2 separate regions of the Callithrix jacchus genome follow, and region 1 is linked to region 2. A link is a contact called in public Hi-C data. All regions are on one chromosome and are shown on one strand. Each heading gives the region's core, a stretch centred on a gene start, on an enhancer-like site or on the middle of the called end of the contact. The rest is flanking DNA. Distances are from core to core; before and after follow the strand shown.

What was found. A called contact is a pair of places that touch in the nucleus more often than the background predicts.
Region 1: a Hi-C map of induced pluripotent stem cells shows a contact between it and region 2, with 2.6 times the contacts expected there. The contact joins the promoter of ZNF784 here to the enhancer-like site in region 2. A contact is called at or near these places in 3 of 3 Hi-C or Micro-C datasets (induced pluripotent stem cells and skeletal muscle).

The regions. Positions count from the first base shown.
Region 1 is chr22:48,487,943-48,493,466 of calJac240_pri, forward strand. It overlaps ZNF784 (zinc finger protein 784), which reads right to left and starts at 2,252. Exons shown (of 2, transcript XM_002762514.6): 1 at 2,166-2,252; 2 at 1-361. The coding sequence starts at 2,243.
Region 2 is chr22:48,383,867-48,389,867 of calJac240_pri, forward strand. It overlaps SSC5D (scavenger receptor cysteine rich family member with 5 domains), which reads left to right. Exons shown (of 12, transcript XM_054249524.2): 11 at 151-312; 12 at 4,300-5,979. The coding sequence ends at 5,903. Among named protein-coding and RNA genes, the nearest start is that of SBK2, 18 kb to the right of the region's middle. Within about 2 kb of position 4,430, at least 14 of the 16 cell types and tissues checked have an H3K27ac peak or open chromatin away from gene starts, as enhancers often do. A contact at or near this core is called in skeletal muscle, where this site is marked.

The DNA of each region.
Region 1 (5,524 bases), core at 1,002-3,501, 100 kb after region 2:
GCCGGAGCAGGGGTGCCAAGGCCTTGAAGGCCCGTGGGCACAGCGCGCAACGGTAGGGCCGCTCCCCAGTGTGCAGGCTGTAGTGCGCGCGCAGGCTGGCGGGGCCCGGGCAGCTGTGGCCACACACGTGGCACCGGCTTGGGTCCCCACCCTGCCCGCTTCCCTCGGCCCCAGCCAGGTGGCCATGTTCGTGGAACAGCAGCTCGGAAACCAGCCGGAAGGCAGCAGGGCACAAGGCACAGTGAAAAGAACCTGGCTCCGGGGGCTCGGGGACCAGTGTGGTGTCTGTCACCTTCACCACCTGGATCTCGATGAGGTCACTCGGGGGTGTGCCAGGGCGGCCGTCATCAGGCACCAGGACCTGGGCAAGGGGAGAAAAAAGAAAAGCCTGTGGACCCTGCCTCAAGACCTCCCCAGTACATCCCAATTATTAAACCTTAGGCTTCTTTGTTATTTTGAGACAGGGTCTCACTCTGTTGCGATCATGGCCTTTGCAGCCTTGAGCTCCTGGGCTGAAGCGATCCTCCCGCTTCAGCTCCCTGAGTAGCTGGGACTACCTGCACCACCACCCCAGCTAATTAAAAAAAAATTATTTCTGCCCCAGAGTGGTGGCTCAGGCCTGTTAATCCCAGCACTTTGGAAGGCCAAGGCAGGTGGATCACTTGAGGTCAGGAGTTTGAAACCAGCCTGGCCAACATGACGAAACTCTGTCTCTACTAAATATGCAAAACTTAGCCAGGTGTTGTAGTGGGCACCTGTAATCCCAGCTACTCAGGGACTGAGACAGGAAAATCACTTGAACCCGTGGGGGTGGAGGTAGCAGTGAGATGAGATGGCACCACTGCACTCCAGCCCAGGCCACAGAACAAGACACCATCTCAAAAACAACAACAAAAGATTTAGTGTTTGTTTGTTTTAAAGTAGAGGGTGTCCCACTATGTTGCCCAGGCTGGTCTCCAACTACTGAGCTCAAGAGATCCTTCTGCCAGTGTTGGGATTGCAGGCGTGAGCCACCGCACCGGGCCCATCCTCCAGGATTCTGCTGTGGTCTTATCAACATTTCCTCTCCTGTCCCCAATAAATCATAGATCCCACCTTTTTTCATCCACCCTAGTTAAAGCCCCATCACCTGGCACCTCCACAATTGAAAAACAGAAGGGGATCTCTTTTCCTGCTTCCGCTGCCTTCTAACCCACCTCCCTAGAATAGCCTGCAGGTCTTTTGAAAATGTAAATCAGATCAAGTCATTTTTCGTACTCAAAACACTCCCATGGCTCCAAATGTACTTATCCTAAATCGTCACTATAATATCTGTGGCGATGTAGCTCCACTTATCTCTCTGACCCCAGCTTAAACATAAGCCGGCAGCCAGCTGACTTCCCTCATCTAAATTTAGCTCCCCACCCCCACTCTACTGGCTCCATTTTTATTTCCTTTATAGAACATATCACCATAACTCTCATTTACTGTCTCTCTCCCCTCAGGAGACTGCAAGCTCCAAGGGAACACAGCCCTCGTCTGTCTTGGTCACTTCTCTATTTACAGAGCCCAAGTAGGAGCTAGGTAAATGTTTGTTGAATGAATGAATATCCTCTGTTGCTCTCTAATTCTGAGAGGAATTAGGGGGAACGTGGAGGAAGTTCCAAAGTCACCTAGACCACCCACTTCTACCCGCAATTCCTCCCTTGGGCATTCGAAAAGCATCACTTAGACCCTTGCAGAATTATCCCCTACCCCAACATAGATATTCCAATAGATCATAATCCCCCACACCTTTCAGGGTCACCTTTCCAACCAACCGTAGAATTGGCCACATAATTTACGACGCCCCGCCCTTCAAAAGGCTCCACCCTAGTTATGCAAATTGCCCCTGGTAAGCCCCGTTCCCTGAACCCATACCCGCCCGACGGACAACACCGTCCTCAGACTCCGCTCCATTCAGGCCCCGCCCAGTCTTATAGGCCCCTCCCCACTCCCCGCCCACTGTCTCATAGGCTCCTCCCCTGTCCCACCCCTCGCGTAACCCCAAGAAGCCCCACCCCCAGCGCCATAGCACTAAATACCTCCCCCGCCCATCCCTCATAGGCCCCGCCCCGGCCCCGCCCCCTACACTACGACCCCCTCCCACCTCGAGCCCCAGGCCCAGGCCCCTTCCTCGCCCGCACCAGGTCCGGTGGCTCCTGGGATCGCGACTCCGGGGTCGGTGAGCTCGGACTCTGGGGCTCCGGGCGCGCAGCGGCCATCTTGTGCCCAAGCCCCGCCCCCGAGGCCAGTGTTCGCTCTGGAAGAGGGTGGGGCTCTAACTGGCGTAAGAGCTACTGCGCAGGCGCACTGTGGGGCGGTGAGGGGGCGTGGCACAGCAGGGGGCGTGGCGTGGCGTGGCGTGGCGAGGTGTGGCGTGGCGTGGCGGCTGTGCCCGGGAGAAAGTGAGTTGTTCCCTATCTAGTTACCTGTTGGTCCCTCCTAGGGGACGCTCTGTATGGCGCTGGGATGCCTGTAACACCCTGGAAACAAATCCAAACGTTCCTTAACCAACGTAGGCCGACTCGAGGCTCCAGCAGTCAGGGGAACCTCAGCAGAACCGAAGAAGCTTTGCTGTTTCCACAGTAAACGTTTTTGTGGTTACCTCTGCACTGCTCATGATAACGTAATGACGCCAAGTTTATGAATGTGAGGATTTTTAAAATGTCCCTCTAGGCCGGGTGCGGTGGCTGCTGCCTGCTACTCGGGAGGCTGAGATGGGAGGATCGCGTGAGGACAGGAGGTCGAGGCTGTAGTGAGCATGATCTCGCCACTGCATCCAGCCTGAGCGACAGAGACTCTGTCCAAAAAAAAAAAGGGCAGTGTAGAGAAAAATACTCAGTAAACAGCAACACGGGTAGTCCTGGGAGGGCGCAAAAACCGGCAAGCTGACGTTATGTTAGGGAGGAAGGAGCTCAAAGACGCAGGGTTTTCGGCAGCACCAAGGACAGGGCTCTTCTGAGCTGCCCAGTTTGGTCATTCCCGGCTGGGTCACCTTAGATAAGTCACCCCACTTCTCTGGACCATTTCTCTTTCTTTTGTTTCTTTTGTATACAGTTGTAGAAGCATTGTGACAACCCACTGAGAAGAGATATGGGAGAGTTTGGAAACGTCTTTTTTTTTTTTTTTTTTGAGACGGAGTTTCACTCTTGTTACCCAGGCTGGAGTGCAATGGCGCGATCTCGGCTCACCGCAACCTCCGCCTCCTGGGTTCAGGCAATTCTTCTGCCTCAGCCTCCTGAGTAGCTGGGATTACAGGCACGCTCCACCATGCCCAGCTAATTTTTTGTATCTTTAGTCGAGACGGGGTTTCACCATGTTGACCAGGATGGTCTCGATCTCTTGACCTCGTGATCCACCCCCCTCGGCCTCCCAAAGTGCTGGAATCACAGGCATGAGCCACCGCGCCTGGCCCGGAAACGTCTTTAAATTGTTTTCTTGAAAGGGCAGGATAGGAGATATTTAAACATCATCCTAATTGTGATCTTTTCATTCATAAATATATGTGAAAATTATATTTTATGATATATTGGTATAAAATAAAATAAACACCACTTAGGCTAAATTATCTCCTCCTCCTCTTCCTTCTTCTTTCTTCTTCTTTTATAGAGATGGGGGTCTTGCTGTTTTGCCCAGGCTGGTCTTGAACTCCTTGCCTTAAGCGATCCTTCTGCTTTGGTTTTCCAAAGCTATATTCTTCTTTCTTTTCTTTCGATTTTAAAATAAATTTTTAAATTTTTTTGGTTACTACGAGTATCATGGGCCGAGGCACTGTATTTGCTACTGTGTTTAATGCACAAGTCAGCCCTTTTTGCCCATTTCCTAATTTGAAAAATGAGGATGATAATAAAACCCACTTCACATAGTTGCTATGATGACTAAAGAAACCATTCCATGTAAAGTATTTTGGACAATGTGCGGCACACAGGTGCTATGAGTCAGCTGTAATCATTATTACCAATGGACACTCCCACTAGCAGTTAATGGGGACCTCTGTTGCTTAACAGAAGTATCGGTATCTGAGAGTCAAACTGTAACATGTTTGCTAATCTCTTGGGTATGAAATCTCTTCTTTCCTTTCCTTTTCTTCTCTTTCTTCTCCTTCCTTCCTTCCTTTTCTCTCTTTCTTTCTTTCAGCTGGACTGTGGTAGCGTGATCTCAGCTCACTGCAACCCCTGCTTCCCAGGTCCAAGTGAATCTCCTGCCTCAGCTTCCCAAGTAGCTGGTACTACAGGCATAACACGTCATTACATTATCACTCGTGGTGCCGAGGTAACCACAAAAACCTTTACTGTGGGAACAAAGCAAGGCTTCTTGAGCTCTGCCAAGGTTCCGCTGACTGCTAGAGCCTCAGGTTGGCCTGCGTTGGTTTAGAAGGAACGTCTGGATTTGTTCCCAGGCTGTTACAGCCCACCTAATTTTTGTAATTTTTTAGTAGAGATGGAATTTCACTATATGTTGGCCAGGCAGTTCTCGAACTCCTAACCTCAGTTGATCCTCCCACCTCGGCCTCCCAAAAGTGGCTGGGATTACCGGCACAAGCCACTGTGGCTGGCCTATTTCTTATTGAGAGTGTCTTCGTTAAATGAGATCATTCATAGCACACAGAACTCATCCCCCAGTCTCCCTTTTTTTAGAGGTGGAAGTGAGTCATCTCTGCGTCCCTACAGAGAAGGCACGTATATGCCTGAGTGAATGTTTGCTAAATGAATGACTGAGAGATTGAATTAATGTACCAGAGCTTAAGGCTGCTAAATATTTTTGTTCCCTTTTTTTTCCTCCCACCCCCACTAAAGCTATTACATAGTCACAGAAGAGAGCAGTGTTTAGTGGAATTCACATAAGCTTTCAAATCAGGCAAACCTGGGTCCAGATCCATGTATCCGCTTGCCGCACAACTCTGGGCAAGCGATGTCCCCTCTACGTGTCTAGTTGACATCTACAAAGTGGGCACCATAATGCCGTTTGGCAGGGTTGTAGTTAGAGAATGCCAAAGGACTATGACATGCCTGGAGTCAACTGGCGCTCCATAAATGTGGGTTCTGGCTGGGTGCAGTGTTAATACAAAAATTAACAGCCCCGTTGCTGTGCCCCTGTAGTCCCAGCTACCTGGGGAGCTGAGGCAGGAGGAGTGCTTGAGCTTGGGAAGTTGAGGCTACAGTGAGCTGAGATCACGCCACTGCACTCTGGCCTGGATGACAAAGTGAGAGAACCTGTCTCAAAAAATAAACATAAAGCATTTTTGTATTTTATAAAAACGTAAAATAAAATATTGACAGAGAGACCCTGTCAATAAAAATAAATAAACATAACAAAATTAATAAATATAAACTTTAAAAACAAATGTGGGTTTCTTGCCTTTTCACCTGTTGCCTGGCTTCTGAGTCCCTCGGTGCCAGCATGACACTAACAGACTATTGTATGACTTGAGGCCAGAAGTCCCGACACATGGAGCCATTAGAAAATGGCTGCCGAGCCCGGCGGCTCAAGCCTGTAATCCCAG
Region 2 (6,001 bases), core at 3,180-5,679:
AGGTCTCCACAAGGTCAGGGAGGAGCTGAAGTGATGGCGCAGTTGAGGCGGGATGATGCCTGGACTGGGGCTGGGCCCAGGAGGAGAGAGAAGGGGAGCCACATTCAAAGGGAAGGTGAAGACTCAATCCTCTTCCCCATGTCTCTCTAGGTGGCAACGATGGTTACAAGGTTCCTTGGATGTGGGACACAGCTTCAGGAAGGGGCCTGGCTGAAGGGACCCCTACTTTAGGCAAACTAGGACCCACCATTGCAGCTGGCGTCACCAGGAGCCCAGGCAGTCCTCCAACTCCAAGGGTTCATGGGGACACAGGTGAGGCATGTGGCTGGGGTGAGGGGACTGGGGCGGTATGTGTCGTGGGGTAAAGAGACAGATTCCAGACTCCCCAGTGGAGCCCCAACTCTCACTCCAGAAAGACTCAGCAAAGATGTATTCTAAAACCAGGGGTTATCGGCGGGGCATGGTGGCTCACGCCTGTAATCAGAGCACTTTGGGAGGCCAAGCGGGGAGGATTGCTTACGCTTGGGAGTTTGAGACCAGCCTGGGCAACATGGTGAACCCCCTCAAGATCTGAACATTAGCTGTCCCAGCTGCTTGGGAGGCTGAGGCAGGAAAATCCCTTGAGCCTGGGAGGTCAAGGCTATGATGTGCCATTGCATTCAAGCCTGGGTGCCAGAGTGAGACCTTGTGTCAAACAGAAACAGAACCAAGGGGTTATTATCTCTAGACCAGTGGTCATCAACTAGGGCCAATTTTGCCCCCAAGGGGCATTTGGCAATATCTGAATATATTTGGGATTGTCATGGCAAGAAGTGGAGAGGCTGCCCATTGGCACCTAACTGGTAGAGGCCAGGGATGGAGTGAAATATTTCATAGTGCACAGGACACATTCCCATAACAACGAACCACCCAGCCCTAAATGACAATATTCCTGAGGTTGAGAAACCCCAACCTATGTGGCATAAGTCACTGTGACAGATAGGAAAATTATAGGAAACCCTCGATGAGAAAGAGGAAAAGATACAAACGGGCGATTCACAGAACAGGAAACCCAAATGGCTGGGTGTGTTTAGAAACGCTCACACTCATTGGGAACCAGAGAATAGAAATCCAAACAAGCATGGAAGAGAATTAGAAAGGTGGGTATGATCGCCCAAGGTGCCCCCACAGCACCAGCAGAAGCCTCTTCCACTGGGCAGACAGGCCCCCAGAGTGCGCTTTGGGAGCTGTAATCCCAGCATTTTGGGAAGCCAAGGTGGGCAGATCACTTGAGCCCAGGAGTTTGAGACCAGCCTGGGCACCATGATGAAACCCCGTCTCTACCAAAAAATACAAAAATCAGCTGGGTGTGGTGGCGCACACCTGTAGCACCAGCTGTTGGAGAGGCAAAGGTGGGGGATTGCTTTAGCCCAGGAGGTGGAGGTTGCAGTGAATTGCAATCACACCCCCTGCACTCCAGCCTGGGTGACAGAGCCAGACCCTGTCTAAAAAAAAAAAAAGGAATTCCACACAATGGAATTCTGTGCGGCAGCTAAAACCATGAGTAGACGTATACACAGCAATATAGATAGGTATTAACAACGTAATACTGAAGGAAAAAGTCAGAAAGAGAACAATATTTCCAGCTGAATGCCATCTGCAAAAGTTAAAAGCATAAACACAAAAATACATAGACACAGTTAAAAGACACGCTATATGGAAGCCAGACATGATGGCATGTGTCTGTAATCCCAGCTACTCAGGAAGCTAAGGTGGGAGGATCCTTTGAGCCCAGGAGTCTGAGTCCAGCTCTGGTGACATAACAAGACCCTGTCTCTAAATAAAACAAAAACGAAAGGAACGTGCTGTGCTTTATAAGGACACACACGTGTTTAAGGCCGAGTGTCAAACACAGCAGCGGAGGGGCCTGTAGGAGAGGGTGCTGAGGATAGAGGCTGGGGATAAGGAGGCTCGAAATAAAAGTCAGACAAGAGGGACACTGCAGGGACTGCTGGTTACAGGGCACTGAGGGGTACGATGAATGCAGTTATCTGCACCTTGGGTCTGAAAAATTAACAACCATTACCATTCTAGGTATCTGAGCACCTATAATATCTACCTAAGTGGAGAGTCTTGAGATAATAACAAAAAACATGTAACATTTATTAAACAAAATACACCATGTTAGGCACTATTCTAAGCAATATATATATATATAGAGAGAGACTATATATAAATATATATATATAATGTCTACATGAGCTTGGCCAGGCATGATGGCTCAGGCCTGTAATCCCAGCACTTTGGGAGGCGAAGGCAGGCAGATCACTTCAGGTCAGGAGTCTGAGACCAGCCTGGCCAACATAGTGAAACCCCCGTCCCTACTGCTGCTCTACTAATAATAATAAAATTAGCTGGGCGTGATGTTGGGCGCCTGTAATCCCAGCTACTCGGGAGACTGAGGCAGGAGAATTGCTTGAACCTGGAGGCAGAGGTTGCAGTGAGCCGAGATCACAACACTGCACTCCAGCCTTGGCAACAGACGGAGACTCTGTCTCAAAAAGAAAAAAAAAAGGAGAGAGAGAGAGATCTACATGAGACTGTCTCAAAGAAAGAGAGAAAGAGAGGAAGGAAGGAAGGAAGGGAGGGAGGGAGGGAGGGAAAAAGAACAAAAGGAAGGAAGGATGGAAGAAATTTACCTGAGCTCCATGATGTAGACCTATAATTTTGCCCATTTCTCAAATGAGTGAAATTGAGGCACAGGTATCAATGACTCTGACAACATCAGTAATTATGAGAGTGCTTATTCCATGCTAGTCATTAAGCTAAGTGCTTTGCACAACCATGATCTCCCTGAGTCCTTTTGACAACTCTGCAAGGGAGATACGTTGGTCATCTATAATCTACAGGTGGGGAAGAAACTGAGATCTGATCAGTGAAGTGATTTGCCAGTCACCCAGCTAGGAAGCCAGGCAGCTGCGGTCTAGACTGGGACAGCCGGCTTTGAGCACAAGCGCTTTATCTAACCACTTCTCCAGTCCTGCAAACAAAGGACAGTGTGGGGAAGGAATGCCCTCAAAGACCCTGCAGGAACCGTGGAAATATGCAGATCTGCGGGGTTCAATACGGTAGCTGTGAACACAGGGGACTGTTTACATTTAAATGAATCAACACTTTCTAAATGAAACATTCAGTTCCTCATTCACACTGGCCGCATTTCAAGGGCACAGTAGCCACATGTGGCCAGTGGCTACTGTATTGGCACTGTGGATCATAGCACATTCCCTCACCGAGGATGTGGTATTTAACTGCCTAGACTCTATGTGCAAACAACTTGGGTTCAAGTCTTATCCCTGCAACTTGCAAGCTGTGTCTGTGTGACCTTGGGCAAGTCATGTGGCCTCTCGCTCTCATTTCCTCCATCTGTAAAATGGGGATACAACTGGCACTCACTTAGAAGCCAGTCCCAGAAGAGGATGAGGCTCCTCCTGCTACTCAGGCCCAAAACTTGAGGGGGTGCCAAAAACAGCAAAATCAAGATACATAATATCATAATACAGTATTTTTAAAAATAAAAATTAATGGAAAAAACCACCCATGATGAGCTGAAGACAGGATCCTATCCACCTCACTGGGCTCACCCTAATCCCGGCCCTGTTGGGTCCCGTCTTTGGTTAAAATGTTATCTTTGGTTAGCTGTGGATCTTTTGCATTAATTTTTATTGTTTAAAAATATTGCATGAAAACGCTTGAACACAGGAGTTCAAGATCACAGTGAAGTATGATCTTGCCACCGCTCTACTCCAGCCTGGGCGATACGGCCAGACTTTAACTTAAAAAATAAAAAATTCCATAAAGATATTTATCTTGATTACTAAAATTACCCTTCGGAGCCCTGTTGGGTCTCCCTGCCTCCCCCGGCTCCCCACATCCCCCAGACCCCGCTGTCTGCGAATCCTCCCGTACGCTGCACACTTCTGAGCACTCCTGCTTCCTCCCGGGTCCCAGCATCCCTGCATCCCTCCCTCACCTCACCCTCCTGCACCCTCTCCTGCAACCTGCGTACCCCTCCACATTCCCTCGTCCGGAGCATCCGAGCATCCTCCAGCAGAGGAGGACGCCAGGTGGCGCCTGGAGACATCGGAGGAAGCCGGGAGGAGGGGCCGCAGGGCCGGGTAAAATCTGCCGGTGACCCTTGACGTCTCGAGGCTCTGCGGCTTTCCATTGGTCGGCTGCTCGAGGGGCGGGGAGAGGCGCGGGGTGGGCGGAGCCGGCTGACCTCAGACCGCCTGTCTGTTTTCCCTTCTCCTCCTCCTCCAGGTTCCCCAAGGAAACCGTGGCCGGAGCGCAGGCCGCCGCGGCCCACTGCTATCAGGACAGCGCCCCCCACCCCGTCCACAGGTCCCTCCGCCTCTCCGGGACCCCCAGGCCCAGCGCTGACCTCTGACTCCAGTGTAGAGCTCACTCCCCGCTCAGCCTTAACGCCCGAGGCGACCTCTGACCCTGCGGACACTTCACCCACCTCAGACCCGGCCTCCCGGACCAACCCCGACCTTAGCTTGACAAGCCCCGACTTTGCTTTGTCCACCCCTGACTCCAGTGTGGCTCCACCGCTGACCCCGGAGCTGTCACCCACGCCCCCACCCACCTTGCTCAAAGAGTTCACCGCTGACCCTTCTACACCACTGGAGGTGACCAGCCTTTCCCCTACCTCAGAGCGGACCCCAGAATCGGACACAACTTCAGACTTGGACACAACTCCATACCCCAGTACAGTCTCAGAATATTCCAGATCCCCAGACCCCTCCCCAAGCCCTCACTCCACTATTACCCCTGATCCCACCGGGACCCATGACCCCACCATGACCCCTCACCCTACCTTGACCTCTCACCCTACCATAACCCCTCACTTCCCCACCACCACTCATCCCACCACAACCCCTCAACCCACCACCATCATTCACTCCACCATGATTCCTGACCCCACGACAACCCAACCCTTCACTACCATGCAGCCCACCACAACCCCTCAACCCGCCACCACCACTCACTCCACCACGACTCCTGACCCCACCACGACTCCTGACCCCACCACAACCCCTCACCCCACCACCACCATGCAGCCCACCACAACCCCTCACCCCACCACCACCATGCAGCCCACCACAACCCCTCACCCCACTACCACTCCTGACCCCTCCTCAACCCCTGTCATCACTACTAAGTCCCTTCCAACCTCCGTTGGGACAGAACTCTCCTCTCCCACTCCAGCACCAACAGTCAGGCCCAGTCTGCATCCCGAGTTGACCTTCACAGCAGTTGCTCCTCACCCCTCCACATTCCAAATGCCCACTGTAGAGCCCTCTCCAACCTTGGAGTCCAGCTCCTCCAGGTCCTCCACAGCCACAAGCATAGACCCACTGTCTACTGAGGACTTCAAGTCATCCAGAAGCCAGAGCCCCAGCCTAACCTCTCCACCTACCCATGCCCCACACTCAGCCTCTGACCTCACTGTGCCCCCTGACACCCACTTCTCCCCCATAGCCCACCCCTTGGATCAACCTCCTTTAGACCACCTCACCCTAGGGCCAACCCCTGGTCAGAGCCCGGGCCCCCATGGTCCATGTGTGGCCCCAACACCACCTGTAAGGGTCATGGCTTGTGAGCCACCTGCCCTGGTGGAACTGGTGGCCGCCGTGAGGGACGTGGGTGGTCAGCTGCAGAGGCTGACCCAGGTTGTGGAACAGGACCGGCAGGAGCACCAAGCCCTGCTGCGGGGGCTGACCCAGCTGGTAGAGGCTGCCCAGGGTCTGGGGCAACTGGGTGAGGCCATAAAGAGACTGGTGACCTGGCCCCCCACCATGCCTGCACCAACCACCACTACCCCAGAGGAAGAGGAAAGGCCTCTGAGGGGAGATGTGTGACCCTCTCCAGGATTTGAGGGGTTTAAGACACTCCTGACAGAAAAAGAAAAAGAAAACCAAAATATCTAATTAAAAACAAGGTGTGAATGGTGTTTTTG